Regions from separate parts of the Mus musculus genome. Here regions 1, 2, 3 and 5 are each linked to region 4. Evidence: chromatin contacts called from public ChIA-PET and promoter capture Hi-C data. All regions are on one chromosome and are shown on one strand. The core of a region is the stretch at or near the end of the contact, and the rest is flanking DNA. Distances in the headings are between cores, read along the strand shown.

Evidence for each region. Promoter capture Hi-C pulls out the DNA fragments that hold promoters and counts their contacts. ChIA-PET counts read pairs in DNA pulled down with a chosen protein or histone mark. Capture Hi-C pulls out chosen DNA fragments and counts their contacts.
Region 1: a contact with region 4 is called in a promoter capture Hi-C map of liver. The contact joins the promoter of Pllp here to the promoter of Polr2c in region 4. A contact is called at or near these places in 17 of 39 promoter capture datasets (the 3T3-L1 cell line, the C10 cell line, cranial neural crest and 9 more), 4 of 15 datasets of contacts at CTCF or cohesin (the NIH/3T3 cell line, embryonic stem cells and pro-B cells), 7 of 484 Hi-C or Micro-C datasets (CD4 T cells, the HL-1 cell line, bone marrow-derived macrophages and 2 more), 17 of 115 datasets of contacts at active chromatin or transcription factors (the 230-238 cell line, the HPC-7 cell line, the NIH/3T3 cell line and 10 more) and 4 of 9 other capture datasets (adipose tissue, embryonic stem cells, liver and 1 more).
Region 2: an RNA polymerase II ChIA-PET map of memory CD8 T cells shows a contact between it and region 4, with 20 read pairs. The contact joins the enhancer-like site here to the promoter of Polr2c in region 4. A contact is called at or near these places in 6 of 39 promoter capture datasets (the 3T3-L1 cell line, 3T3-L1-derived adipocytes, cranial neural crest and 2 more), 1 of 115 datasets of contacts at active chromatin or transcription factors (memory CD8 T cells) and 3 of 9 other capture datasets (adipose tissue, liver and pancreatic islet).
Region 3: a contact with region 4 is called in a promoter capture Hi-C map of adipose tissue. The contact joins the promoter of Drc7 here to the promoter of Polr2c in region 4. A contact is called at or near these places in 2 of 115 datasets of contacts at active chromatin or transcription factors (embryonic stem cells and microglia) and 2 of 9 other capture datasets (adipose tissue and liver).
Region 5: a contact with region 4 is called in an RNA polymerase II ChIA-PET map of memory CD8 T cells, with 102 read pairs. The contact joins the promoter of Katnb1 here to the promoter of Polr2c in region 4. A contact is called at or near these places in 4 of 39 promoter capture datasets (embryonic stem cells, hippocampal neurons, liver and 1 more), 3 of 484 Hi-C or Micro-C datasets (CD4 T cells, CD8 T cells and urothelial organoids), 2 of 115 datasets of contacts at active chromatin or transcription factors (bone marrow-derived macrophages and memory CD8 T cells) and 3 of 9 other capture datasets (adipose tissue, liver and pancreatic islet).

What each region holds. Positions count from the first base shown.
Region 1 is chr8:94,694,643-94,700,391 of GRCm38.p6, forward strand. Pllp (plasma membrane proteolipid) reads right to left here and starts at 1,600. Exons shown (of 4, transcript NM_026385.4): 1 at 1,394-1,600. The coding sequence starts at 1,528.
Region 2 is chr8:94,630,923-94,636,219 of GRCm38.p6, forward strand. It overlaps Rspry1 (ring finger and SPRY domain containing 1), which reads left to right. Exons shown (of 15, transcript NM_026274.4): 5 at 1,134-1,260; 6 at 2,184-2,242; 7 at 4,503-4,569. Among named protein-coding and RNA genes, the nearest start is that of Rspry1, 32 kb to the left of the region's middle. Within about 2 kb of position 3,434, at least 78 of the 459 cell types and tissues checked have an H3K27ac peak or open chromatin away from gene starts, as enhancers often do. A contact at or near this core is called in memory CD8 T cells, where this site is marked.
Region 3 is chr8:95,050,456-95,056,397 of GRCm38.p6, forward strand. Drc7 (dynein regulatory complex subunit 7) reads left to right here and starts at 4,648. Exons shown (of 18, transcript NM_001042715.3): 1 at 4,648-4,688; 2 at 5,546-5,759. The coding sequence starts at 5,554.
Region 4 is chr8:94,853,683-94,859,777 of GRCm38.p6, forward strand. It overlaps Polr2c (polymerase (RNA) II (DNA directed) polypeptide C), which reads left to right and starts at 3,768. Exons shown (of 9, transcript NM_009090.5): 1 at 3,768-3,959; 2 at 4,065-4,114. The coding sequence starts at 3,874. It overlaps Coq9 (coenzyme Q9), which reads left to right. Exons shown (of 9, transcript NM_026452.3): 9 at 432-1,213. The coding sequence ends at 467.
Region 5 is chr8:95,079,628-95,085,028 of GRCm38.p6, forward strand. It overlaps Katnb1 (katanin p80 (WD40-containing) subunit B 1), which reads left to right and starts at 1,574. Exons shown (of 20, transcript NM_028805.2): 1 at 1,574-1,677; 2 at 2,971-3,266. The coding sequence starts at 3,227.

The sequences.
Region 1 (5,749 bases), core at 350-2,849, 160 kb before region 4:
CCTCTCTGTCCCTTTCACAAACCGTTTAACTCCTCCCCCAGCCCAAAGCTGACTCTCAGGTGTGAGGTTCAAAGAGACCAGAAAAACCCCTGGAGTGGTGGTGTCAGAAAGTAATTACAACACTTGGGGAAGGTCTAGTCCAAGGCTAGCCTCCGCTACACAAGGAATTGGAAGCCAGCTGTGGCTAAGAGGGAATTCAAGACCAATCTGGGCTATATGCGACTCTTGTCTCAAAAAAACAGAAACAAATTGAATCAAACAAAATAAATAAAACAAACAAGGCAATCACCAAGAGCCCAACACTCCAGGGTCGGCAGTGTCTGCGCGGCAGAGTTAAATTGGTCCCAGAAGAGAGCCTCATGCTACCCTCCCTGATCTCATCAAAACCAAACAGTACCCAAAACCACTCCAGGAGAAGACATTAAAATGCAAATTTCTTGCTGCGCTTTTGGAGATTCAAAGAGCAGTTTCACATTTTTTCCGGGGTTGGGGCCCAAGAATCTGAATTTTAAACAAACCCAGGGAGGAGACGGAGGGGGAAGGGGGAAGGGGGAAGGGGGAAGGGCGAAGGCTCACCAAGGAAGATCAGAAATCTCGAAACCAAGATAGTATGTATGCCCTAGGTGGAGATGGCCCAGGAAAGCCTCCCGACTCCCCAGCCCGGCCTGGCAGCCTGGCTCGAGGTGCCCACTGGAGGGATGATGACAGAAACAGATGCATGCCCACCTGCGGTGCTACCCTATTCCTCTACCAGCGGACCTCTCAGTTAATGGAGACCGTTCCCTAGGGGCAGCCACAGGCCTCCAGACCCTCGCAGGAGGGGACTATGAAAAGACAGCTGACATCTCAGAATGCACCCAATGGGAACGGGCAACTCTAGGATCTTCAGCTGGGACCTGCACAGAGTACGGGGGATGGCAGACACGTGGTTTCTTGCCTCTGCGAATCTCCACAGCCCAAGGAAGGAGATTCGACCAGCAGACCCTGGGTAGGTGCCCTGGTGGGAGCGCGCGTGTCAGAGCCACTGATGTGGTGTTCTGCCCTGTCCAGGAGGGCTACAGAGCGGTCGCATTTAGTGGTTAAAGCCGGGTGAAGAGGAGGGCAGTGGACTTTGCCCGGCGGAGAAAGCCAGGGCACGGTCCCAGAGGGAAGGGGGAAGGGTAGAAGAGAAGGGACAGACTGGCGGACAGTTGTGCGCAGCTATCTCAGCTACGGTATCGCCACGGTAACCACCCGGGTAGGGTGTGTATGGTCCCCTCCACAAGAGTCATGCTGTGCTCGCAGGGATGTCACACGAGCGTCCCCAGGTGCAAGCTTCCCGGCGATCTTGGGAGTGAGCGTCCCGGGGGTCCCCGGAGAGTCCCCCATCCAGTCCCCGAGCTACCCGGCTCACCAGCTGCAGAAGCGCGAGCACCCCAAGAGCGGAGCGCACGAAGCCCAGATCCGGTCGCAGCGCAGACACAGAGGCTCCCACGCCCTGCGCGGGGCTGCTGGTCCTCGTGCTCACTTTCGACGGGAACTCCGCCATAGCGATCGCGAGCCTACGACGCTCTGGCCGCGCTCCCGGCGCTGCTCCGGGGCTGCGACTGCGGCTCCGGCTGCTGGCGCTGCTTGGGTACCCTAGACAGAACTCACAGGTGCGCGAAGCCCAGCCCCGCTCCGCCCGAGGCCCCGCCCCTTCTTGAGGCCCCGCCCCTTAACCCTGGGTTCGCCTGTTTGGATAGAGATTTTGAAGAAGTCCGTAGACCGATCTACAGACAGCCAGGCAGGAAAAAATAAATCCAGGTAGTGGCAACTGCTGCTGTGACTGAATCTAACAGGGCGAGGCAGAGTGACCAGGAGATTTTTAGATGGTTGTTTTAGGGTCTCTATTACGGTGGTAGAAAACCATGACCAAAAGCAAATTGGGGAAGAAAGGGTTTATTTGTCTTATGCTTCCATATCATTGCTCATCACTGAAGGAAATCAGGACAGGAACTCAAGCAGGGCAGAGACCTGGAGGCAGGAGCCGATGCAGAGGCCATGGAGGGGTGCTGCTTACTGGCTTGCTTCCCCTGGCTTGCTCAGCCTGCTTTCTTATAGAACCCAGGACCCAGGGATGGCACCGCTCACAATGGACTGGGCCCTCCTCCATCAATCACTGAGAAAATTCTCTACAGGGCTTGCCTAGAGCCCGATCTTATAGAGGCATTTTCTCAATCCAGGTTCCCTCCTCTTGGATTGCTATAGCTTGTATTAAGTTGACAGAAAAGGAAGGAGCACATTAGTCAAGGAAGACCTGTCAGAAGTGGTGACATTTGTGCAGAGGCCTGAATCTGTGAGTAGGAGGAAACCTTGGGAGGATTTAAGTGAGGAGCAAAGGCGCAGTGGCAGGACCAACCTAGGCAGTTGGGGAAATAGAAAGCAGGTCCCCAAAGGGACTGGAGCTGAGCACATGAGGGTGACACTGACCCCCAGTGGGTAAGGACCAGGTCACAGAAGCTGTGTAGGTGACTGTACTATCCTATGGCTCCTTGTGACAACTTATCACAAGCTCAAGGTCCTAACAAAAGTTTCTTCTCAGTGATGGAGGCTAGATATGCAAAGGCATCATCACGGAGACACAGTCATGGTGTCCTGAGCTCAGGCAACCTCTGGGGTACTTTTGCCCACTTTTTGTCTTGAGACAGGAGATTGCTCTGTAATCCAGACTGACTTCATGCTTTTGACATTCCTCGTACCTCAGGTCTTTGCAGGCTGGGATTACAGATGACCTGCCGGCAGGGGATTCTGGTACCCTACCTAGCTCTGCCTCTCCTCGTATCATCAACTCTCCTCTTACTATGCACAAGATATCTCTCTCTCTCTCTCTCTCTCTCTCTCTCTCTCTCTCTCTCTCTCTCTCTCTCTCTCATCTCTTTTGTAAGGATATGGTCATGACTATATTGCCCATCAGATAATACAGTTCAATATCCTCAAATCAGGAATTTTAAGTATTTATTCAATCACCCCATCACTAACATTCTGCAAAGATTCCTTCTTCTTTTTTTCTTTTGAAAGACAAAGTCTCATGTAACCCTGGAACTTTTTTTTTTTTTTTTTTTTTTTTTTTGGTTTTTCGAGACAGGGTTTCTCTGTATAGCCCTGGCTGTCCTAGAACTCAATCTGTAGACCAGGCTGGCCTCAAACTCAGAAATCCACCTGCTCTGCCTCCCAAGTGCTGGGATTAAAGGTGTGCGCCACCACGCCCGGCTGTAACCCCAGAACTTGATATATGTCTTACAATGGATTTCTGCCCTGCTTCTGCCTCCCAAGTGCAGAGACTATAAACACCAGTTTACGCTGTGCTGAGAACTGAGCCCAGGGCCTTGAACACACTAAACAAACACACTAGCACTGAGCCACATGCCCAAGGCTCTACACCCAGTGACCCTTTTATTTCTTAAAAGTTTGTCTGGAGGTTCTAGTGCCAGAGTACAGCTGCTCAGAAGCCCACAAGGGAAGGGTCTATCAGGGAGGGTGGCTCTTTTCCACTGAGGACGCAGCTCAGGAGGGGCATACACGAGCTCCGAGGGAGGAAGGGGACACCTGACCACCCAGCCGCATCAGCTAAATCTACCCTGGAGACCAATGGGATGGCAAATAACTCGTTCCCTTTGGCTTTTTTGAGACAGGAGGTTTTTGCAATGTTGCCTGGGTTGGCTTCAAGTCTGCTGCAGATTGGATGCTCTTGTCTCTGTCTCTCCAGCTCTGGGAGCTACCACACCTGGAGATTCCTCCTTTCCTTTCCTTTCTTTCTTTCTTTCTTTCTTTCTTTCTTTCTTTCTTTCTTTCTTTCTTTCTTCCTTCCTTCCTTCCTTCCTTCCTTCCTTCCTTCCTTCTTCCCTCCCTTCCTTCCTTCCTTCCTTCTTCCCTCCCTCCCTCCCTTCCTTCCTTCCTTTTCTTTCCTTCCTTCCTCCCTCCCTCCCTCCCTTCCTCCCTTCCTTTTAAGAAAGATCTAACACTGTAGCTAGCTTTGAACTCACTATATAGTTGAAAATGCCCTTGAACTCCTGATACTTCTGCCTCTAGCATCCAAGTAGTGGAATTGCAGGTGTATGGCATCATGCCTGGGTCTATTCTTTTTCCTTTTTCCTTTTTTTTTAATAGCTATTACATTTTATTTTATTTTATTTTATTTTTATTTTATTTTTATTTTTATTTTTTGAGACAAGGGTTCTCAGTGTAGTCCTGGCTGTCCTAGAACTTTCTCTGTAGACCAAACTGGTCTTAAACTCAAAGATCTGCCTCTGCGTCTAGGGAACTGGGATTAAAGGTGTGCACCACCACTGCCCAGCTATCCCTTTCCTTTATAAGATAACTCCACATATTTTTGGAGTATCACTGGATAGCCGTTATTTAGTCCTCCAAAATGACGTTTGCAGGGTTTTTAACTGGTTGGGTGGTGCAAGCCTGTGACCTGAGGACCAGGAGACCACTCTCACTTACCTGGTGGCAAACGGTCTCAAAAAACAAAGAACAAGACAGGAGGGTTTTAGGATCTTGGGACTTTGACAGAAGGGCTGGTTGATGCTGGTTTAACCCAGTGTACTTGGGGACAGCCCCCCCCCCCCACACACACACCTCTATGTCTCTCTGTCTCTGTTTCTTTCTCCTGAACACACACACATACCAAAAGCAGCTACTTTGCAAGTGAACAGTGCATTTCAGTAGCAGGAAAACTGTAACCCAGAGACCAAGCTCAGAACAAAGCTGGGGTGGGCCCGTAACTTTATTATGTATGACATAGAACAATCAGGAGACTGTTGGGGGGGGGGGGCAGATTCGGAAACAGTAGTGTGTTTTTGTTCTGCCGTTGGGTTGAATTCTGTCGTTTAGCTAATCCCACTCTCATTCCTTTCAAATGGCATCGCAGAGCCAGCCGAGCACTGGGGCAGCTGCCAGAACGTGTAGGAGGCGATCAGAGTGAGGCTAGAACCAGCTACCCACCAAGATCCACACAGATGAGGCCACGAAGAGCTCTGCATTGTCGGAATGCACAGCAGGGACAGACGGGCAGCTGTGAGTGGGGAATCGATTCGACAGCTCTTCCCAGGGATGGCCTCAGAGCACCTGTGGCCAGCCGCGCGTTCCCTGTTTAGTTCTGCACAGGTCTCTAGTCTGGTGAAAGCCCTACTCCGAGCCTGTCAGGATCGGAGGGCCACTAGGATTCTTCACAGAGCAGTTGGACATCAGTCCAGGAGCCAGGCCTAGTGGTATAAGGCCTGTATTCCCAACTGCTTGAAAGACACAGGCAGGAGAATTAACCTAAGTTCCAGGCCAGCCTTGCCTACATAGAAAAACCTTGTTTCCAAAATGTCAGCAGGGCCAGGAATAGCGACCCAAGCCTTTAACTCGAGCGCTCAGGAGGCAGAGGCAGGAAGCTCTCTGCCAGTCTGGTCTACATAGTGAGTTCCAGGACAGCCAGGGCTACAAAGAGAAAGAGTCAAAAAACACTCATAACAACAACAAAACCCTAATGAATTGGTTAATTAAAATAGATTATCTTTAAAAAACAAAAAACATCAAGACCTGGGAATAAGGCACTAACTATGCAGACATGAGGACTTGGATTCGAATTCTTTGCATCCAGGTCAAAAGCTGGGCCTGGCTATCAGTGACCATGACTTCAAAACTAGGGGATTAGAGAAGGCAGATCCCTAGAGGTCATTGGGCTGACCCAGAAATAAGTGGTTTGGGTTTTTTTTTAGATTTTATTTATTTATTTATT
Region 2 (5,297 bases), core at 2,184-4,683, 220 kb before region 4:
GTATGTTGAAGTTTCAGATACTCTATGATAGAAAAACATGAACAGAGAGAAATATCTTTAGCCTAGTCATTATCAGCTTGGGCATTACCTAACTTAATCATCTTTAATTTGCCTCAAAAATTGTTGGGATTTGTTCTTGCTTGATACAGCTTTTTGTAAGCCAAGCATGGTAGGTCGTATATGCCTGTAATCCCAGCACTCAGCAGGTAGAAGCAGGAATACCGGAGTCTATAGCAAGTCTTGGTGCTTTGGTTACATTGCAAGTTTAAGGCAGCCTCGACTACATGGAACCCTGTCTTAAAAGAAAAAATGGGTATGGTGGCTCAATGCCTACAGTGCCAGCATTTGCAAAGCTGATGTAGAGGATTGTATAAGCTCAGGACCAGCCTGGACTGTATGCCAACCTGGGCTAGACTAAGCCCTTGACTTGGGGGTGGGGGAGTAACTTTTTATTTCCACATTATTAGGTCATAAGATATTTTGGTTTATCTTTTAGGGTTTGTTGTTTTAAGTAAGATTCAGTGTGTGGTTTCTTTTTGAGACAGGGTTTTACTGTGTAACATAGCCTTGTGTAACCCAGTTTAGCCTTGACTTTACAATTTTCATGCCCTCAGCCTCCTGAGTTCAGACATTTTAGGTATGTTCTACCATGACCAAGTTATTGTGCTTAATGTTTGAAATTTGAATGGGTTTAGTCTGGTTAATGATTCACATATGTATGTATTAAAATTGACTTGATGTTACATACCTGTAATTCCAGCACTCTGGAGGCTGAGGCAGGAGGATTGCTACAATTCAAGGCCAACCTAGGCTACATAGTTCCAGGATAGCCTTGGTAAATACAGCTACATGTATAACTGTATATATCAAGACTCTATCTCAAAAAACAAAAGTATGAAATATGTATTGGCTATAACTGGTACATTTTGAATGAAATGGAATCTGGCATTGAGAAAACTTAAGGTTTATCAGATACTTCCTATTAATAATAATATCATTATTAATGAAATAATTTTATGGGATCATTCTAAGTTTATTGAATACCTTTTTATAGCTTTGTTTCCAGGAATTCTTTTGGGAAAATAACCTGCAGAGTATATATTCACCAAATCTATTTCCAACTTTTTTAATAGGATGCACTCCAGAAATTGACCGAAATTCTCAATTTAAATGGAGAGGTAGCATGCCAGGACTCAGGCCACCCTGCCAAACATAGGAATACATCCGCAGTCTTGGGCTGTTTGGCTGAGAAACTAGCAGGTAACTCCAGCACATGCTTTCTGGTTTGACATTGAGACAACTGCACTACAGACCGTTGACCAAACCTGTTAGAGCAGAAAGAAGGAAAGAAGCTGAATATGGTGGCACAAGCCTATAACCACAGCACTTTAAGACAAGAGGGTTAAAAGTTCAAGTCCCCACCCCACACAGTAAGTATGTTAGAGGCCAGTCAAAACTGTGGGGAGCTCTTTCCTTTCTGTTCTCCCTCTCTCTTGTTTGGTCTCTCTGGCTCTCTGTCTGTGTCTCTGCCTCTCTTTCTCTCTCATGTCTTTCACTTCAAGTCTGCCATTCACTCTCCTCCTTCCCCAATAAACCTCTTGGCCTAAAAACAAAACCAAACCAAACTGTGGGGGACCCTTTTTCAAAACAAACAAAAAAGGAATGAACAGAAATGGACTAAAAGGAAGACAATTACTCAAAAGACTCAGTTTCAGTTAAGTGTAATCTAATTTAGCTTTGTTGATTCTTTTTCAGAGAAATTTAAGATAAATTTGTTGTATTGATTTGCTTAAGACAGGGGAAAGGCTAAATTTAGAATAATAAATAATTATTATATGTATTTCTAATAATTAATATTGTCCACTTTAGGACTATGAACAGCAAATTGCATGAAAATATCTCAGCCAGTTACTTTATATATAGTAAAAGAATGATGAATTCAAAATCAGAACACATGGGTGCTGGTCCAGACTATTATGGCTCTCTAGGAGCCTGACCTAGCTAGTCTCTTTATGGTGAACTCAGTTGCTACACTGAAAAGATGATGGTAGTAGGAACAACCTGAGAAAGGAAGCCTTGGTAATGTGTGTCAGAGAATGGAACTCAATTTGGTTGTCACTAGTTACCAATTTAAAATAGCATGACACTTTTAATCATGTCCAGTGTTTGCTGTGTTTGTTTAGGTCCTGCAAGCATAGGTTTACTTAGCCCAGGAATACTGGAATATTTGCTACAGTGTCTGGTAAGTAAGACATCAAAGCTGATTATTCTCATTTATATAGAATTGTATGTTTTTCTCAAGTTATAGCATAGTCCCTGATGCAGAGGATAGGATCAGTTTTAAACTTTATGTACAGGTTTTGCTGGGTTTTTATTTAACACCGCCTATGTTTAGAGACAGAAAGAAAGAAGACACATAACACGGAGGGGGTAAAAATTTATGAGTTGCTCTAGTTTTAAATTTAGTCATAAGATAGCTGCTAGGACTTTTGGACTTTTTAGGTGTCCTTACAATCTACCAAACAATAATGGAGAACACCCCAGGTTGGGTTCATGTGTGAGAGTGCCCTCACGCACACATCACACACACACACAGAGACAGACAGACACACACACACACACACACACACACACACACACACACACACACACACACAGTGGAAACAAAATTACAGCATTCCAACAGCAGTCCAGGTTACCAGCAGTGTGTATGAATCTATATTCACCCACCTTTGCCTTTCCTGCTACCACAATTAAAACTGCCATTGGTAAACTGTTTGATGTATCACCATGAGGTCTGTGGTTTGCTGAAGCTGTCTTCTTATCACTCACAGCACTTGACAGCAGTTTTGACTAGCCTGTGTTTTCTAGGTTATTTTTTGCAAGCCTAGTAAGAATTAGCCTTTTTTTAAAACTCTAGTCTAAGCTGGGTGGTGGTGGCATGCACCTTTAGTTCCAGCACTTAGAAAGCAGCAGCTAGTGGATCTCTTGAGTTCAAGATCAGCCTGGTCTACACAGCCTGGAACTCCAGAGTAAGTTCTAGGATAGCCAGAGCTACACGGAGAAATCCAGTCTTGGAAAACAAAAACAAATAAACAAAAACTCTTTAAAAAAAAAAAACCAAAACCCCATTTAGTCTAAAAGACTTAATTTGTCTAGTTTATTTATAAATAAATTAGCCTACACAATATGTACTTAAAGTAACCCTTACAATGTTCTGAGTGAGCACTCGGAGATACAAAGTAGTAGGACAGTCATTTCCCCATCACAGAGGTCACTATAGGGTAAAGGAATAGAACCATTCAAACAACAGTTAACTTCTACTTTATGACAGGATGTGATCAAGAGCAAAATTACTTCCTCCAGGCTGAGCACTATAAGAGTTTTGAGAAGATGAAGAGGGGTGGGGGAGTGGATGTGATTGGGTGACAAGGGACCTGTGGTAATCATGAAAGACAGACTTCCTGATGAAGGTGGGGCCTACTTAGCTAGCTCATGACACAAGGCTAAGATTAGAAACTCACAGTGAGTTTCTTGGCTAAAGCAGCATAGATAGAAGCCTAGTAAAAGAGTTATCTGATCAGAGAAGGCAGTGTTCACAGACAGGAGGACATGAACAGGGATATCCAGGTAGAAAGGTTTGAAACTGATAAAGCAGGCAGGATGTGGCAAGGGTAAAGATGCTAAAGAGGCTTTATAGCAGGGAGAACAGTGGTTCTATGCGCTTTGCTGAACTTAGGCAGGCACCACAGAAATGCATGGGAATACACTGGGGTTCCAGAATTCTCTGGAGGCTCCCAGCATAGCTAGGGGACGGCAAGAAGAGGAGATACTAAACATGTAGGCCTTTCTTTAAGTGCAAACACACATGCTGTAAACTCAAATATAAGTCAAGAGCACTTGTCACTCTCCTGTCATCACGAGCTCCTGTAGAATTTCCTGCAGGAACTAGATTAAAACTAAGATGTTACTGGTCATGGCAGCACCTGACTTTAATCCTAGCTATGAGTTTCACGCCAGCCTGGTATACATAGCAAGTTCTAGGACAACCAGAGCTATATAGTAGACCGTGTCTCAAAAACAAAACAAAACAAAACAAAAACAAAAACTAAGATGTTCATTGATAATGTCATTATTTATAAACCTGGAGCTGCTATTATTCTTTTCAGGGTTCTAAAGGTCATTTTTAGATACAATTCTAGTTTTCTTTTTGGCTTGTTTTAATGAATGTAAGCATCAATGGTGTTTTAGTTAACAAAGCCCTAACACAATGTGATACTGCTGAAATATCCATATCTACCAATTAATGACTTAAAAAAATAGATTAAGAGACTCTTCTCTTGATTCTCCATTAGCCAAATGGCCAAGTGAGAGTTTGAATAAAAGCGACTTTTCTGCTGTTCCAAATATATAGACTGCCATCTATTAAATAGAACATGAAATTGATACCGTACTGCCTCTGCAGGGGGTAACTTTTGTTTTTATCTTTTGTTGTCTTTCAGAAGTTACAGTCCCACCCCACAGTCATGCTTTTTGCACTGATTGCACTGGAAAAGTTTGCCCAGACAAGTAGGTATAGTGACTTCTTGCACTAATGATCTTTGTTGGTTATTAAAAAAATGAGCCTGCACTTTGAACTCCATCAAATGTACACACTTTCTTGTTTTAAGACCAGCTAAATATATCAAGAACAAAACTAAAGATTGTTCTCAGCTAAGATTCCAAGCATGGTGATTATCACTACTTTCATAACTAAAACTTTAGTAATGGGAGTTGGAGAGAAGGCTTAGCAATTAGAGTACTTGCTATGCAATCATGAAGACCTGAGTTTGGATCCCAACACTTAGTAAGAAGCCAGGCATCCTATGCGTACCAGTAACCTCAGCTCTGAGGCAAAGACAAAGACAAGAGGATTGCTCAGGCTGGCTGGCTTCCAGCCCAGTCAAGAAAATGCAAGCCCCCAGTTCAAGAAGTGATCCTGCCAAAGGAATTTTGTAGACACAGTACCCTCTTCTGGCTTCCATGCATGCCTCACATGTGTGCATATATTCACAGGCATAAACACGTACATAAACAACACACACAAAATTTTAAAACATAATGGAGTGATGTGTTGAGTTTAGAGAGATGATTAAGGGCACTTGATGCTCTTCAAGAGACTGGACTTTGAGGCCGAGCGGTGGTGGCACATGCCTTTAATCCCAGCACTCGGGAGGCAGAGGCAGGTGGATTTCTGAGTTCGAGGCCAGCCTGGTCTACACAGTGAGTTCCAGGACATCCAGGGCTACACAGGGAAA
Region 3 (5,942 bases), core at 3,398-5,897, 200 kb after region 4:
CATACATACATAGTCCTAAATATAACCTGTTCAGTCAGTGTAATGTTACTTGTATGTATATTTTCAGTGTTGACTGTTTGGTACCAGATAACCAACTGGTGGGTGCACACTTTTAATACTAGCACTCAGGAGGCAAAGGCAGGTGATCTATGTGAGTTTAGGGCTGATCTATATAGTGAGATCCAGACTTCCAGGGTGACATAGAAAGACCCCACCTCAAAAACCAAAAAGAAGAGAAAAAGGAAATGAAGTATGAACAGAGCATTGGCTTTGCATTGGCTACACATGCAGGCTGGTAGAGATGGGGCGTAGCTCAGTGGGTCAAAGTGACTGCTATACAAACATGAAGATCTGGGTTCGAATCCCCAAACCCTAACACTGGATGGAATAGTAGACAGCTATGATCCCAGTGTCCTTACAGCCAGATGGTAGAGACTGGAAGCTCAGAGACTAGCTAACTATCTTAGGTAACAGCAGCAAGCAGCAAGAGAGACACTGCTCCAAACAAGGTGTAAGAAAGAACTGAAATCTGATGTTGTCTTCTGGCCTACACACAAGAATGTGTGCATGAGCAACACACACACAAGCATGCACACGAGATTTTTAAAATGCCATCAAGCAAAGCAGTACTGATTTTGGAAAACGCCTGTCAGATTGGTTGCCTTTGTAGGTGAGGGTGGAGGGTGGGCCGAGGGAGAGAGAGAAGTGAATCGCTAAAATGAACAAGACCTGCATGCAACAAAACTGGGAGTGAAACCCATCTTCCATTCTCCCCAAATTGGCACCTGTTTCCCACTTCCTCCTTCTCCAGCCTTCAACCCAGGCTACCTGGCCCTTACAGGGAATCTGGATACTGTATAATGCTGGTTGCACATTCTCTCACTAGCTTCCCCTACTGAGTTTAGTCTACTATAGGTAGGATCTGGAATGTTCTCCAAAGTCTGGGAGGCGGTGAACTCTATAGAGGTGAAAGCTTAGGTGACTGGAGGTGCGCCCATGAAGGACACTGTGAGAGCCTAGTCTCTTCCTCTCTCTGTTCCATCCATGGGGCCTTTGCTACGCTACCACCATCATGGCACCACATGGTCAAAAGCTACAGGGCTTGACTGACCTTGGACCAAAGCCTCCAAACTGTGGATCAAAATCAACCTTCTGTGTCTTAAAGTTAAATTTTCTGTATAAAATTTCACCCTTATTTTTCACAGTTACATGATATTTGTACTGGCTGGTTTTGTGTGTCAACTTGACACAGGCTGGAGTTATCACAGAGAAAGGAGCTTCAGTTGTGCCTCCATGAGATAGATCCAGCTATGGGGCATTTTTCTCAGTTGGTGATCAAGTGGGGAGGGCCCATTGTGGGTGGTGCCATCCCTGGGCTGATAGTCTTGGGTTCTATAAGAGAGCAAGCTGAGCAAGCCAGGGGAAGCAAGCCAGTAAGTAACATCCCTCCACGGCCTCTGCATCAGCTCCTGCTTCCTGACCTGCCTGAGTTCCAGTCCTGACTTCCTTGGTGATGAAGAGCAATGTGGAAGTGTAAGCTGAATAAACCCTTTCCTCCCCAACTTGCTTCTTGGTTATGATGTTTTATGCAGGAATAGAAACCCTAACTAAGGCAATATTCTAACCAAAGAGAAAAGTATTATGCTTTACTATTGAGAATTGAGGTGATCTAGAATTCTATATTCTGACAATAACAGGACCTTGGCAGTATTTCCCTGAACTCACCCCCAGCTCATAAAGATCCATTATGACCTTTATGGATTCTTTTCTTCAAAAGCAAAGAGTAAAATCTTGTTTGGGGAACTGTATTGGTACAAAGACAAATATAATCTGGACTAAACTTATAATTAGATATTTATTGATAATTCTATTTTTCGCTTTGAGTGTTTATATTACATGTACATATGTGCATGAATGTGTGTGTCAGTGTAACAGAGTATGTCGGTGTGTGTATATACATATGCCTGAGTGTGAGAGCATGTGTCGGTGTATGTGTGGGTGTATATGGATGTATATGGGTGTATATGGCTGTATATGGACATATATGGGTGTATATGGATGTATATGGGTGTATATGGGTGTATATGGATGTATACGGGTGTATATGGATGTATGTGGGTGTATATGGATGTATATGGGTGTGTGTGGATGTATATGGGTGTGTGTGGATGTATATGGGTGTGTATGTCAGTGGGTGTGGTGGTCTGAATGAGAATGGCTCCTATTGACTCAATGTTTGAATATTCAATATTCAGTTATTGGAGCTGTTTGGGAAGAGTTATGGGGTGTGGTCTTATTGGAGGAGGCATGCCACTGGGGGCAGATTTTGAGGTTTCAAAAGACCTGTGCCATGAAGACTCCAGCCATTCCCAATGTGTTCTCTGTTTCCTGTCTGTGGATCCAGATGTGAGCTCTCAGCTGCTTCTCCAGTGCCTGCCTGCCTGTCTGCTCCCATGCTCCCCATCTTGGTGGTCATGGGCTCTCTCTAACCTCTGAAGTGGTAAACCCCGAATAAACTCTTCTGTAAGTTGCCTTGTTCATGCTATTTTGCCAGAGCAATAAAATAAATAAATACAGTGAGTGTGTGTGAGAGAGTGTCAGCGCCATGACAGTATGGGTGCTTGTGTGTGTGTACGTGTGTGTGTGTGTGTGTGTGTGTGTGTGTGTGTTACTGGAGAGTAAATCCATGGCCTTCCATAGCTCGGGTAAGTGCTCTACCATTGAGCAGCAGGCCTAGCTCCTCTTTAGATGTTTAGAAGAAACCAGGCTGCTAATATAAAATCTCAGCTTCTGCAACCACCAGGACACCTTCTATATCATGAATTCCTTCTACATTAAGAGGCCCAGGTTAGCTTAAAGCACACACACACTCAGGCAGCCTGCCACTCTAGTTCCTGCGTTGGCTTGGTGAAGGGTACCTCCCCAGTGGCAGGGCAGAGGTAGCTTGACAGTGTTTAGCCATTTGCTTCCTAAGAGGAGCCTTTGCGGAATCCTATGGTGTAACTAACTTGCAGTCAGATTTACACTATTGCTCTGACATCCCTGGATGCAGCAGGGAAGAGCAAAGTAGCTGCATTCCCATGGCAACCATGTGGCACTGTTCAACATGAAATTACCTCAACTGCACAGAAAGTTGTAACTTTGATTTTTTTTTCAAAACCTATTTTTGATGATGGTTCTTAAACGCGTCCCTTTTAGCCCACCACCCACCAGAGGTAGTGGAAAAGAAAGGCTACAGGGGAAGCGGACCTGTCTAGAAATGGAGCAACTCCTGTCTGTGTTGTCTGGAAATTGGCACTTCAGCTCACAGGGCAGCAGCAGCAGCAGCAGCAGCAGCAGCAGCAGCACAGTCCACTCAAAAACACTCCATGGAAATATCAGCTGTCCAGTTCCAAAGAGTTGGGTTAGCAGCATTGGTGCCAGGCCTCAGCCTCGGCACAAGTCAGCAGGAGGGACCAGGACCAGCAGGAACACCAGGAAAATTTCTCAGTTGTGCCTCTCTCAGCAAAGTAAGGATCAGCAAAGATGTGAGACCAACAAGCATTGCACAGCCAGCTCTATAAGAAAGCCAAGCTCTGCCTTCATCACAGTCTGTTAGGTCCTATTTATACTCCCTCCAAACATCACATGTCCTTCACTGATCTTGCCTCAGCACGTGAGTGCGACTCAGCTGATTTCACTCTGCCAATCAGCCCGAGACGGAGGAAGCGTCAAGAAGCACACCACCAGAAGGGTTTTTTGGTGCGTTTCTCTCTATAGAGTCCTAACAAATGCAGCTCAACTACACAATGTAAGGTGGACCAATACATGCATGTCACTAGTGAAGAATCCTTCATCGCGAGTCCTTTCATGGGCTTGCTTTAGCAGAATATCCTTTCTCCTGTGTCAGCTAAACTTTCTTTCACCTGTTTGCCCCAGCAAAACACCATCCAACACAACTGACTTCCCAAAGAACCCTTAAGTTTCCACTTCAGGAAGTAGCCAGATAGCTGGGAAGTGATGGGCTTTCAGCATCTACTGCTTTTGTTTTTATTGTAAGTACTTCATGCAGTGGTTTGAAGGACATGACTCCCATAGGCTCATATATTCGAATGTTTGGTGGTCCCCCATTGGTGGAACTGATTAGAAGGAGTGGGAGGAGTGGTTTCTCTGGAGGAGGCGTGGCTTCACTGGAAGAGGTGTGTCACTGGGGCTGGGCTTTGCGCTTTCCAAAGTTCATACGTTCTCAGTTAGCTACACCCACAACCCCCGACCTGGTGCCTGTAGATTGGGATGTAAATTTTCAGCTTATGCTCCGGCACCATACCAGCCAGTCTGCTGCCATGCTTGCTGACATGATGATCATGGATTCTAACCCTCTGGAACCTTAAGTCCCAATAAACACTTTTATATGTTGCCTCGCTCATGTATCGGGAGCAATAATTCTCTGGAGGTTTTTAATCATTTAATAATGCTGCATTTGACAACTGGTTCACAATAATTGCTAAAAGCTTGGTGACCATCTCTTGTATTCTCTTACTCTACCATCCAGCACACTATGGTGGTGGTGGTGGTGGTGGTGGTGGAGGAGGAGGAAAACTGGAACCTAAGCAATCACAAGAAACTACATTTCCCAGAAGCCTCCTCTCCCAGGGCCTGCCCTCCGCTGTTACCATAGAGACAAGTAACAGTAAGGCTGTTCTTGGAGGGTAAGGAGGGAACTGGAAACTGGGCATGGCTGGACCTGCTTGAGATAGGGAGGGAGGGCCCAGAGAAGCAAAGTATTCCTTCCTGGGGTCTCCTAGCCCTGACCTGTCGGGAAGGGCTGTTTTGTGGAGAGGAGAAGGCTGCTGGGAAGAGGCTCTGGTAGGACACTATGGGTCCCTCAGTAGCTGAGGAGGTAGCCTGTATGGGGGGGGGGGTGTTAATGTTGCAGGTCTGGACCCAGACCCACTTTGATGGCCTAATTTGTGACCTTGAGCCCCAGCTAGAGCTGGCCTGCCCCCTGACACCTTGATCTTTCTGTCATGTTTCTTTCCTTGCTCCCCACCCCCCATCTCCCACCCCTTTCCCTTCCATAGCTCCCCTCTTACATGGGTTTCAAAGGCAGAAATCCATGGGTTCCAGTCAAAGATCTGCTCTCTGCTGTATGTAACTCCGATGATTCTCTTAGGCTCTCTAGTCCTTGCTCTTCTCACCTGTAGAATGGGACTCATAGGACTAACTACATCAGTCTGTTAAGGATGAGGGATATCATTTTTGTGTTTACCACACAATAGGTTTCTAGTGAGCTGTGAAATAAAAGTATAACTTTATTAATAAAAATATAACCCACTTCTTGGTTATCTCCCTGTACCTAAGAGGCAGCAAAGGGCTTTAAAAACCAGACCATGCTGCTAGGTTGGAGGTCTGTTCCTGGCTGGTGGAAGGGATGCTTCCAAGGGATGTTGCTCCTCCTCCATGAGGAATGTACCTGGGACCACTCAGCATGTACGAGTGGTCTCGGTGACTTCTTCCTGTCGGACAACGGCCATTTTGAGCGTCTTTGCTTTTTCCTCATCTCTAGCTGTCAGGATGGAGGTCCTGAGAGAGAAAGTGGAGGAGGAGGAGGAGGCTGAGCGTGAAGAAGCAGCCGAGAGGGCCGAACGGACTGAGAAGCTGGAGAGGGTGACAAAGTCCGCCGAAGTGAGCAGAGAGGGGACCATCCTGAGCCAGGATGAGCTTCGAGACCTGGAGGGGAAGCTGATGGCCATCGAGATCCCTACCCAAGCTGATCACTCGTGAGTGTCCGGACTGGGGCTTTCCCAGCCCAGCGCTGGCGGTCAGAAAGGACCAAGGCAGGATTGGTAGCATCTGGGCTGGGAGCGGGGGTCATAGAGGGATGTGATTCAGTTTGAGGTTCTACTCCCAGACTGCTCACCTTGCCCCAGTTGTGTGACTGGGGTGTGTGGGGATGAGGGGTA
Region 4 (6,095 bases), core at 2,518-5,017:
CCTGCCTCCCATTCCACTCTGGTCCCATGTTATTTGTAAGGTGACACCAACCAATATAGCTTTGGAGGGTTAAACAGAAGCTGAATAAAACTGACCTTGGTTTATCCTCAGTATCTTCTCGAATGCCCCAGCTCTTCCCTGTTGTCATCAAGAAGCAATTGCTAGAGTAGGGTGAGGCAGGGCAGGGCACACCTGTATTCCATCACTCATTATGCTAAGGTGGAAGGATAAAAAGTTCCAGGCCAGCTTGGCCAAATGGCAAGCTCTCCCCAACCCCTAAAGAAGACTGCCTCTGCCTCTGGGCCCCCAGTATGCTTCAGTCTGTGTCCTAGCTATACCTGCTGAACACCTTGAACACCCCAGGGTTTCCCATTGTAGTCTTGGAGATAAGGCAGGCCTCACCACTCTCTTTAATTCTGTTCCTGTGTTAGCTCAAGAACCTGACGGGTCTAAACCAGCGTCGGTGAGAGAAGGGAACCATGTGCCTGGGAGGAGCAGCAGTAGATATGAAGGGCTTTGACAAGATGGGCCACCCATTGAACAGGATGTTAATGAGAACACACTGAAGAACTTGGAGTCGTATGACAGCCACAAGGCTGGAAATCACAATGCACTTGCTGCCGTTCTGACCTGGGACTGGGCCACTTCTTCAGTTCCTAATGCCAGGCCTGGCCTCCTGATGCCTTTTGCATTGCAGCTGTGTGTTTGAAAACTGAGACTCACATCCAAGGTTTCAAACCACAAAACCTTGGCATGACTCTGCCATGGTGTCACAGGCATCTTGATCATGTCTTGACCATAGAATTGCTCTCTAGGAGCTGGGCATGGTGACCTACGTCTGTATTCTCAGCACTCAGGAGACTGCTACAGCAGGATTGAGAGATCAGAGGCAGGCTTGTCTTTGTAGAGAATTACAAGCCTGCTTGAGCTACAGAGTGTGATCCTGTCAAAATCCCCTGAGAAATATTCTTAGGGGCTCACAACCAAGGTCCGGAGGCAACACATAGTGGGAGCTCTTCCCCAGCACAGGGCAGACAGTGCTCACAAACATTTGCCACTGGCCATTGTCTCTGGATCCCCTCAGAAAGCTGCCTCCCCTAGGCAGGTGCCTTTTGGACAGTTGTGCTGAGCCTGGCATCACAGACACCAGCATGCACTTCAGGATCATTAGTGTATTTAGAATCTGTAAAAATAATAAATATGTTTGAAACAATTTCTTGTTGTTTTGTCTATGTGTGGACGCCTGACTTGCCAGCAAGGAAGACGCCACAACAGGATTCTTCTGCACACGTTTATTGGGAGAGCTTGATAGAGAAGGCGAAAGACCCTGAGCCCCAGAACTGGCGCTGCTTGTATAGGCGTAGGAGTGGCGTGTGTATACCTGATTGGTTGTGCTTTCAGTACCTCATTTACATTCCCCGGGATGGGCTGTGACGTGGCACGAAACCCTTATGCACATGCGCACATTGGTTGTTTACCCGAACTTAACAGCGGTAGCCAGTGCCATCTTGTAATGGCGTATGTGGCTTCCCACATCTATGTCCATCTAGACAATGTCGAGTATCTAAGTATCCTCACACCTACGGGGCCACCATGACAGCCTTGCATCTTTGGGCACAGTCAAATGAGAGTAATCCCAGGCCATGCACTTCTTGTCTGCTCCTAGTCTCTGACTACTTGCAGGCAGTCCTTAGCTTTCATTAGTCTTCCAGCCTCTACACTGGCGCCGTTTCCTTTGTGCCCATGGTTAGCACGGTCTTCTGTACAAATCACTGTCTTTCTGTTTAAATCAGCTGATGGGGAGAGTTGAGTTCCAGATCTTGTCCACAGGGCTTTCTGTCAGGCTCTTTCTGTACCTCTGATTTTTTCTTTTTAATGCCTCTCGACATTCCATAGAGTTACTGCCACATAATTACACTTCATCTTTTCTCTATCCTCTATAGCATCCCTCTCAGCAGACAAGTGTGATTCATGATTCACAGGGATGGTGTGTGCTGTAGACCAGGCCCCCCTCTGTCAATGCTTTTCTCTCTCCCTCAGGAAGAAATGTGACTCCTTGTTACAGCAACTCTTTATTCTCTGGTAACTCTGCCCTCTAAATGTAGTTCCTTCAGGGTTCCGTTTAAGGGCCTCTTTTCTCTGTGTGAACAGCTGCCACTTTTTAGAGGCCCATTTAAACTCCTCAGCTGCAACTACACAGATCTGTAGAAGTGGAGAGCATTGTATCTACTTCAGAAGAACATCACACGATCAAGAGTAGAAGGGAAAGTGTGTATCGTCTAACACATATGGACATTGTTGAGTATACGTTGGGGACCTTTGAGGTGGCTCAGTGGGTAAGAGCACTTGCAGTCAGGCCTGGCATCCTTCCACACACGTGATGTATTGGTACCATTACATACATACACATATAAAATAGAAATACATTTAAAAAAAAATTTTAAAAAAAGCCAGGCGTGGTGGCACACACCTTTAATCCCAGCACTTGGGAGGCAGAGGCAGAGGCAGGCGGATTTCTGAGTTCGAGGCCAGCCTGGTCTACAAAGTGAGTTCCAGGACAGCCAGAGCTATACAGAGAAACCCTGTCTTGAAAAACAAAAACAAAAACAAACAAACAAAAAAACATGGGTTTTGTTTTTCTTGTGTATGCATTACAGTACTCTCTCTGACATTAGCTCGGATGTGGGTCTCTTGTTTGCTTCTTTGTGTGTTATCTAACTGTCCTGAGAGCATCCAGGGGATTCTTCTCTCCATCTTCCTACTCACAGGAGCCTAAGATTAGACTCTTGCATTACCATGCCTCTTTACAGGTGTTCTGAGAATTTGACCTTGTGTCCTTGCACATCAGGGTTTGGCTTCGCACCCTGGAACAAGTGACTGAGGTGCATATTTTACCCGTCAAAGCAGACCTGGCCTCCAGGTTCTCCCAGCATCCTTCAGTCCCCACCTGGCATGCTCTGCCTCCACCCTGAACTTTCCAGCCCAGAGGCTGGGCTGCCCTTCCCCAAGAGGTTCTTCCCTATAGAATCCAGACATTTTGCTCTTGCTCTCTGGATCGATCTATCTCCCTCCCCCTGCCCCAGGCCCTTTCTCTTCTCCCTCTCTGCCCTTCCCATGGCGGTTCCCCGGCCTCTGTTCTTAAGGCCAGTGAACTCACCTGAGAGCAGCTTCCCAATAAACCTGCCTTTTAATATATTCTAATCTGTCTTGAATTGGCTCATTTTACCAGCAGAGAAATAACCTATCAGTCGTCTTGCATGCTTGAGTCACCTCCCTAGCCATTTTGTTCATGTATAGATGTACAACTTTTTAATGGTTTTTTTTAAGGTTTCATTGTATTCCTATGTATTTTAAAAATTATTTTTATGTATAAGGATGTTTTGCTTGCATGTATATTTGTGCACCATGTGAATACCTGGTGCCCTCAGATACCAGGAGAGAGTTTCCTCAGAAACTGAAGCTAAAGATGTTAGGCATCATATGGGTGCTGGGAATACAATCCAAGTCTTACATAAGAACAGCCAGTGCTCTTATCCCCAATGCCGTATCTCCAGCCCCGTATGTAAGTTTAACCAAGTCTCTATCGATCATTGCCTAATGCGTTATTTTTAGCAGTTATAAATAACGTTGGCATGAATGACCCTGTACATTTAATTTTTGTGCTGTATATCTTGGGGATTTCAAGAGTATAGGACCAATGCATTTTGGCGCCGGTGTGGTTAGAAAACACAGGCCAGGAGAGTTCCGGCCTCCGGTCAGCAGGTGGCGCTGCGCCCGCGACTAGCCGGAAGCGCCGATTGCCCCGCCGACAAACTGCTGGTGGCCGCGCAGGCGCGCTGTGCGGCTGGCGCGGGAGCCTGGCGGAGGGTCGCGATGCCGTACGCCAACCAGCCAACAGTGCGGATCACGGAACTCACCGAAGAGAACGTCAAGTTCATTATCGAGAACACGGACCTGGCGTAAGGCGGCGAGGGGAGAGGCGGGCGGGCGGCCGGGTCCTCGAGCTCCTGACCCCGGGGCTGTGGCTTCGGGGCCGCTCACACCGCCTGTCTTTCCTCCTGTAGGGTGGCCAATTCCATTCGGAGGGTCTTCATCGCAGAGGTGCCCATAATAGGTAAGCGACCGTCCCTGGGAGCCCGTGCCGCCCACCCTCCGCCCGGGGTGGGGGCTGAGAACACTGCGGTGCTGTACGCTGGGCTGGGGCAGCCTAGGCCCGCCTTGGTGCGTGCCTTGCTCAGCTGCGGGTTTCCCAGTACTGTTCGTCTACCCCAAAGCAACAGAAATCAAAACCAAGCACTGTTAAACAGCGGAGGGCTGCAGCCTCCTCATCCGGGCGGTGTAGATGCTAGGCGTCGTTAGCAGGTGATGCAGCGATTGCCGAAGTAGTGTAGATGATGCGCTTTTGCTTTGACGTCAGTGTTCGCTACTGGCTGGTGTCTTTTGAACATATATGCTGATTTTACAAAATCATGGGCTTCGTTATGTAGTTTGAAATCTACACACACAGAGTGTACCTGGTCTCTCCCATCCTTCCAGATAGTACCCTGCTATACTTTCTTGTCGTCTCCCCCTATCTTTTTGAAAACCTTTATTTACATATATGTGTCTATCTCTGGGCTCGAGTACCGGAGTTCATGTGTAGAGGTCAGAGTACAGCTTGTAGGAGGGATTCTCTTCTCCCACCATATGGGGCCCAGGATTGAACTCCTTAAGGCTTGACAACAAAAAGTATCTTGCACATCTTGCAGGCTCCGAACTTTCTCTTTATTAAAGAGAGAAAGAGAAAAAGAGAGAGATTCCACATGAGAGAAAGCATGTGTTATAAAGATTTTCTAATTTTGTTTGTTTGTTTGTTTTTCAAGACAGGGTTTCTCTGTGTAGCCCTGGCTGTCCTGGAACTCACTTTGTAGACCAGGCTGGCCTGGAACTCAGAAATCTGCCTGCCTCTGCCTCTGCCTCCCAAGAGCTGGGATTAAAGGCGTGCACCACCACTGCCCGGCTTAAGATTTTCTTTAACAAACAACATACTTTTGTTCCTTATTGTTGAAGTGTGTGTGTGTGTGTGTGTGTGTGTGTGAGAGAGAGACAGACAGACAGACAGACTTCGGTTTTTTGTTTTTTTAAATCCATCCTGGTGTCTTTTTAAAAATGAATTTCTTATTTCTGCTGCATATGTAAATCATGTACGTTTTCAGTTAGAGACAAGACATGAGCAAACATAACAAGGCAAAATATGACACCTTCAGGAGAATCTGACCAGTTTTATCGTTTGTTTGTTTGTTTGTTTTGAGAGAGGAAGGAGGCCAAAAGGGAGTGGAGCGTTTGTAAACATGGACACTCGAGGTTTTCTGAGATGGGGAATTCCCACCAGGGGTCGGGGAATGGGAATGGTGGAAGTAGATTAAGGGCATTCAATGGGCCCCAGAAGTAAATCATCAGGAAGCTTGGTCCTTGCTTGAGTTGAGGAAGCACTGCGGTGAAGGGCAGGTTGGGCCTATCCTCAGCTGGTCTTCCGGCCTCTTCCTGGCCTACATCAGCTCCTTGAGAACTGGGTTTCCAACACCACTGATTTCTGAACATTATTGTTTACATGCAGGTGTTTGCTGATGGGTGACTAGACACATGCTTAAGTGCAGCATCTGTATGCTACAGCCCCATTTGCCCAGCAGTGCCTGGGGGGGGATTGGGTTCTATTGTTAGTGGGCTTTCCCTGGTGAAGCTGTCCAGTGAACATCTACTGATGAGAGGAACACTGAAATTCCAAGTGGGCTATCTGGTTATATCACAAACGAGGTGTGGGCCCTGAAACTTGGGATGTTTTGCTGTTGTGATGTTTTCCCTGACTTTTAAGTTTTTAAAATTGTGTCTCTGTGTGTGGGTGTTTACCAGTGAATGCAGGGGCTGGAGGTGGCCAGGGGTCTCAGATGCCCCTGGAGTTGGAGTTACAGGGGTTGTGAGCTGCCTGACATGGGTGCCAGGAACCTCAGAACTGCGGAGCCATCCCTCCAGCCCATGGTGTCCAGATAGCTTTCGTTCTTGGGTTTGGGATTGGCACAGGTAGCAGATTTAAAGTAATCCTTAGATAAGTATTCAAC
Region 5 (5,401 bases), core at 324-2,823, 220 kb after region 4:
TTGAACTCAGGTCTTCATTCTTGCACTGCAATCACTCTTAGCCACTGAGCCTTGCCATTTCTCTTGGTCCTAGGTAGTTTGTATTTCCAGTGCTGGGGATTGAACCTAGTGCCTCCTACATACCAGTCAAGACTCTCTTATCACTGAGCTACATCCCCAGTCTTGTTCCTGCTTATAAGTTATGTGTATTGGGGATGGTGACAGTCATTTTAATATAGTCTGCATGTTAGAGAATGAAGTTATTTCAGGGGTGGTGACATTGGTTATGTGACTAAGGGCCCTTAACGATCTTCAGGCTCAGTGTTGCCATGACTGAAATGTCTTAGGATCTGTAATGTACATATAATTGTATAAACAAAGCAGATAAGGCAAAATGTGTCAAAATGAAGAATTTGACTTTTTTTTTTAAATAAAAAGTTGCGGGAACAGCAAAGTACAAAGTTTTGATCAAATGTTATTCTCCAAATCCAGGTCTCTTAATAATTACCCATTTCTACGCAGGGCCGACTTCCCATTAGGCTGGTGGGTGACTTTTGTTCCCGTAAAGGTTTTGCATTTAATAGGGACTTTGTGTGCCTTGCCTTTAAGAACAAAAGTTTAAGTCCTGGGTCCGATCTTCCAAATGTCTGGTCTTTTTCACCACAGCATCTGTTTCCTCGTCTAGAAATGGGAAATTCCTCCCGTTCCGGACTGTGTAGAGGAGAACGCCAGATGCAGCAGCCCCGACCAGAGGGGAGTGAGTGTAGGATAGACCAGAGTTGGAGGTTATTTCTGCAAAGGGCTGGGACCGAGTTTCTCAGTAAGGGGGGGACCCGAACTCATGGTGGGTTATGTAGCCTGTCCCCATCCCAACCTGTCTGTCCTGTCACAGATATTAGCCTTTCTCCGGTTCCGTAGTTTTACTTCCGCACGCAGGCGAGCAGACACAAGCCTAACTCATCCCACTGTGCTACTGTGATCTTAGGGACGAACTCCTGGGCTCGACATCGACCCCACTGTAACTAAGCTCTGTTTCCCTCGAGGTCAGCGAACTCCAGGAGACGTGTGGATCCAAGTAAGAGCCAAGTCCTCCCACTACGCGGGCGACACTCACAGTCTGAGGGCGGGGTCCTGGCAGCCCTGTTTCAATATGGAAGATCTGCAACTTCATACCACTCTAGAAGTCCCCTTTCCATTGGCTATCTCAGAGCTGGTTCTCCAATAACACTAACGTTTATTGGTCAATCCAGAGCTGTTGCTGAAGTGATTGGCGCAGCCGCCATCGGGTGCAGCTCGCGGATTTTTTAAACACAACCGGGTTCCAGGAAATGCAGGAAAAGGGCGGAAAAAACCAAGCCTGACTGGGGGCGGGACTAAGAACGCAGAAGCCTGTATTGGTTCTTCTGGGACCTAAGGGCGGTCCGTAAGCGCTTCTTTCTCGTGATTAGTCTGAGTCGGGGAAAGGAGGCGGGTAGTTACGTAAATCGGCGGAAGCGCTTGCTTCCATTGGTCAATTCTAGAGGAAGGCGGGGCGTCCGTGGCGACTGATTGGTGTAAGAAGTGAAGTGGGAGGGACTCTAGGCCGGAGGTTTTGTTGTGAGGGTCGGTTGTCAAGCAGCGACCAATCAGGGCAAAGGATGGAGGCAAGTGGGGGTCGCGCCTGGAGGGAAGCCTTGGCCTCCAGAGCTACAGCTGCAGGTAGAGTGGCTCTCGGGGTCTTGGAGGCAAAGGGAAAATGGCTCTAGTCTTCGCCGAGCCTGGAGGGGACAGTCCGGTCGCCGGCAGGAGGCTCTCGGCCAGGACAGGCTGGAGCCAGTGCCCCTCAAGGCAGACGGGAGGAGGGTCAAGCGAAGCTGAGGGACCGGTGGCAGGTTTGGGATGAACGAGCAGGACGGGTGTGTGGAGGCCGGAGAGGGAAAGCTGGTGGGCCGGAAGCAGAGCTGAGGGTGTGCGGAGGATCGTATTGAGTCGGGGCTCCAGAAACAGGAGAGCGAATGAATGGGGGATTCTGATAGCAGCGGGGCAAGAGAAGTAAAGAGGGTCTGGCGAAGCATGGCCAACTAAGGAAGCTCAAGATGTGCCAGAACGGGAGCATAGGCAACAGGAGAAAGAGAATCCAGCGAGAGAGCTCCTGGGCAAGAGGCGAAGGGCCGTGGCGGCGGTGGAAGGCTCCATCCACGCTGTGGCCTTTTAGAATTGAGGAGTCATTCCGACTCACACCTAGACTGGAGACTCAATTCCTAGCTATGCCCTTGAGAGTTGCAGGGAGTGGGCGTGGTTCCCTTACCAGGGAGTTGGTGATGGAGGAAGCAAGAAGATTGGACCCTCAGAATCCTCTCAACATCACCCCCTCCCAAGGCCTTTACTGTTCTCTCTCTCTCTCTCTCTCTCTCTCTCTCTCTCTCTCTCTCTCTCTGAACGTCTGCCTATCTCTCAGTCTCTCTGTTCGTCTCCGTGTATCTCTCTGTCTCTCTGCCTTTTGGATGCCTCTCATGGGCACCAAAACATAACCTCAGACTCCAGTGCCCCATCCAATACATGGGGTGCAAATCCAAGTGGACTGCAGTTATGTGATCCTCTCTGCCCCATAGCAGGTGCTGGGTTGGCAAGTTAGGACACCCAGCATCCAGGAGCATTACTGTAGGCCCCTGAGAAGTCAGTCTCTCCATCCCCTCTCCACCTACCTATGTCAGTCTGTCCTTCCTTCCTTCCTTCCTTCTTTTCTTTGAGATAGGAACTGACAGAGATCTGCCTACTTCTAGCTGGCCTCCTGAGTGCTGGGGTTAAAGGCGTGAGCCACCAGGCCCAGCTACCTAGGGAAGGTCTTTTATCTTTGGGCTCTTAAGTCACAGGTTTTCAGACCCAGTGTGCACTGCAGCTCCAGGCCCTGGAGGCTCTGGCTAGTCTGTATCAAGTGGCCTTGATGACCCAGGGACTTGTAACTCGTCTCAAGCAGTTCCTAACCCACCATCGCCTCTGCTTGCATTCTAGCCCAGTGTTGAGCTGAGATGGTCCAAGCCTGACATTCCATGATCTGGGATCCCGACCTATGTGTCCAGGCTGCTGCTTGATAGCGGATGATCTAAACCACCAGGCAGTCCTGGGCCAGGAGAGGCGGACTCTCTGCCTGGATGTGTGGGAACTCCCTGCCAACTTGATTGTCGGATCTGGGGGGGATCCACCCCCACCCCACAGAGAAAGCACAATCTGTTTTGTGGGTGGGGTCTCAGGCGCCACCCCCTGAAGCATGGCCACCCCTGTGGTCACCAAGACAGCCTGGAAGTTGCGTGAGTACTTTTCATTTATCACCCTGTTGTTTTGTAAGCTGAGTAGTCTTAGCCTTCAGCTCTGTCTCCTCTCCCTGGCACAAGAGAGACTCACAGTCCTTGTTTTCAGGTAGACAAAGATGTCAATCACATTGGGCAGGTGATTAAGCAACCCTTCCATACAGCAAGATAAGCACAGCTGTGCTTGGTACTTGCTCTGAGATTCAGGTGAGATCTGTCTGGTCAAGCTGAAGAGCGGAGTGTTGCGAGGAAGGCTGAAAGGCGGTCCAAGAACCCCAGACATGTCCCAGGTCCCTTTTCCTCCATCAGATGCAAGGATCTTGGGATGTGGATGGAGGGGAGGTTGCCCAAAGATGCTGGCAGGGCTCTGAAGTGAAATCAAGCAAAAATAGTTCAGAATTCTTTAGCCTAAACTCTCTTAGATTCTTTTCCTTTGTTGAGATAGGGCATCCCTGTAGCCTTTGCTGGCTTGGGACATGTTCTTCTGCCTCCTGTGTGCTGGGATTAAAGGACTGTGCCACAATGCCTGGCTCTTTCATTTTGTTTTTTTGTTTATTTGTTTGTTTGTTTTTCTTTTTCTTTTCTTTTTTTTTCGAGACAGGGTTTCTCTGTGTAGCCCTGGCTGTCCTGGAACTCACTCTGTGGACCAGGCTGGCCTCGAACTCAGAAATCTGCCTGCCTCTGCCTCCCGAGTGCTGGGATTAAAGGTGTGCATCACCACTGCCTGGCACCTGGCTCTTTCACATTCCTAAACATTATTGACGACTCCAAAAGGCTTTCATTTATGAAAGTCACACTTACCCATATATTCTGTTAGAAAACAGTACTGAGACAGATGTGCACTCAAACCTGACAGGAGTGACGATGTCATCACACGTGTGTCTTCTCAACGGCTCCTCTGGAGCGAGTGAGAGCACCCAAGGCAATACCATCCTAGCATTTCAGACAGTAGCTCCGTTCTTTCGGATCCTCTAAAAGGCTCTGGAGGATCCCTAGATCAGGCCTGGAGGACCTTCATCTCACCTCTGTGGCTTTCTCTCCAGCCGTAGCTGGTTGTCGTAGGTTTGGTGTGCTGTCCCCGGGCTGTTTTCAGGAGCAGATGAGGAGACTTTGGGCAAAGCTGTTTTGGTGACTCAGTCTCCTCATTGAGAGATTGAGATCATTTTTAAGTTGTCCCCCAAAGCTGTAAGGTTCTGGGAGGACCCTGTTCATGGCAACTTTTGGCAGAGTAGCTTTATGTCAATTGGCATTATGCATCTTTAATGGCTTACCCTACCTGAAGGTAGAAGCTGATGCGAGGGAGCAAGTGAGGGCCAAAGTATCCAAGGTCACTGCATAGTGGGAGCTCAGCCCGGAGAGAGCCACAGCTGTCTGTTTCCAGTCCTGCTCTAATTCTGAGTGTGCGTGCTTGCATGTGCTTGCGTGTGTGTGTGTGTGTGTGTGTGTGTGTGTGTGTGTGGTCAGTTAATTACTGATGAGGGTAGAGGGTGCATGAGCAGCGAGTGCAAAGGCCCGAAACAGGAAGCTTTATATGTTGGAAAGACTTACAGGAAATCACAGAGCTTTCACACATCAGCAGGTGAGAAAGGGTTACCATGGAAACCTAGTGAGTTGTGCAGGGGCACATGTCCACAAGACCCTTGTTACTAAAGATCTAAGCATCAAAGTGTTTGAGCAGCAGGCAGTAGTATGATCAGGTATGTTGAGGATCTGAGAGTTTCTGGTGCACAAAGGTTTTGGGGTATATAGCCTGAGGCCACACAGGCTGGGGCTTCTCGGGGCTTCAGGGTGTGATGAGGCTCAGAAGACTCTTTAACCAGTGTAGGGTTGCTGCACCGCTGTCCCCTGTATCTTCCTCCTAGGATGTAAGTCCTTAGCACTTGTGGGCAGACAGAGAGTGATCCTCAGTTTCGGCTGAGGTATGCCAGTTCGGCTGAACTGCTGGTGTCTGGGGAGGTGCTGTTAGCTTTTGCTGGAGGAAGAGCCGCAGCCGTCATCTGGTCTGTAGGAGACATTGAGGAATTTGATTTGTTTGCATAAAAATCCAGCACCCACACGTGGGCCATTGCTGCTCGGTGTTCTCCCATTCAACCCCCCACTCCCTGCCTGTGACTCTGCCTGTTCCAGGCCTTGCC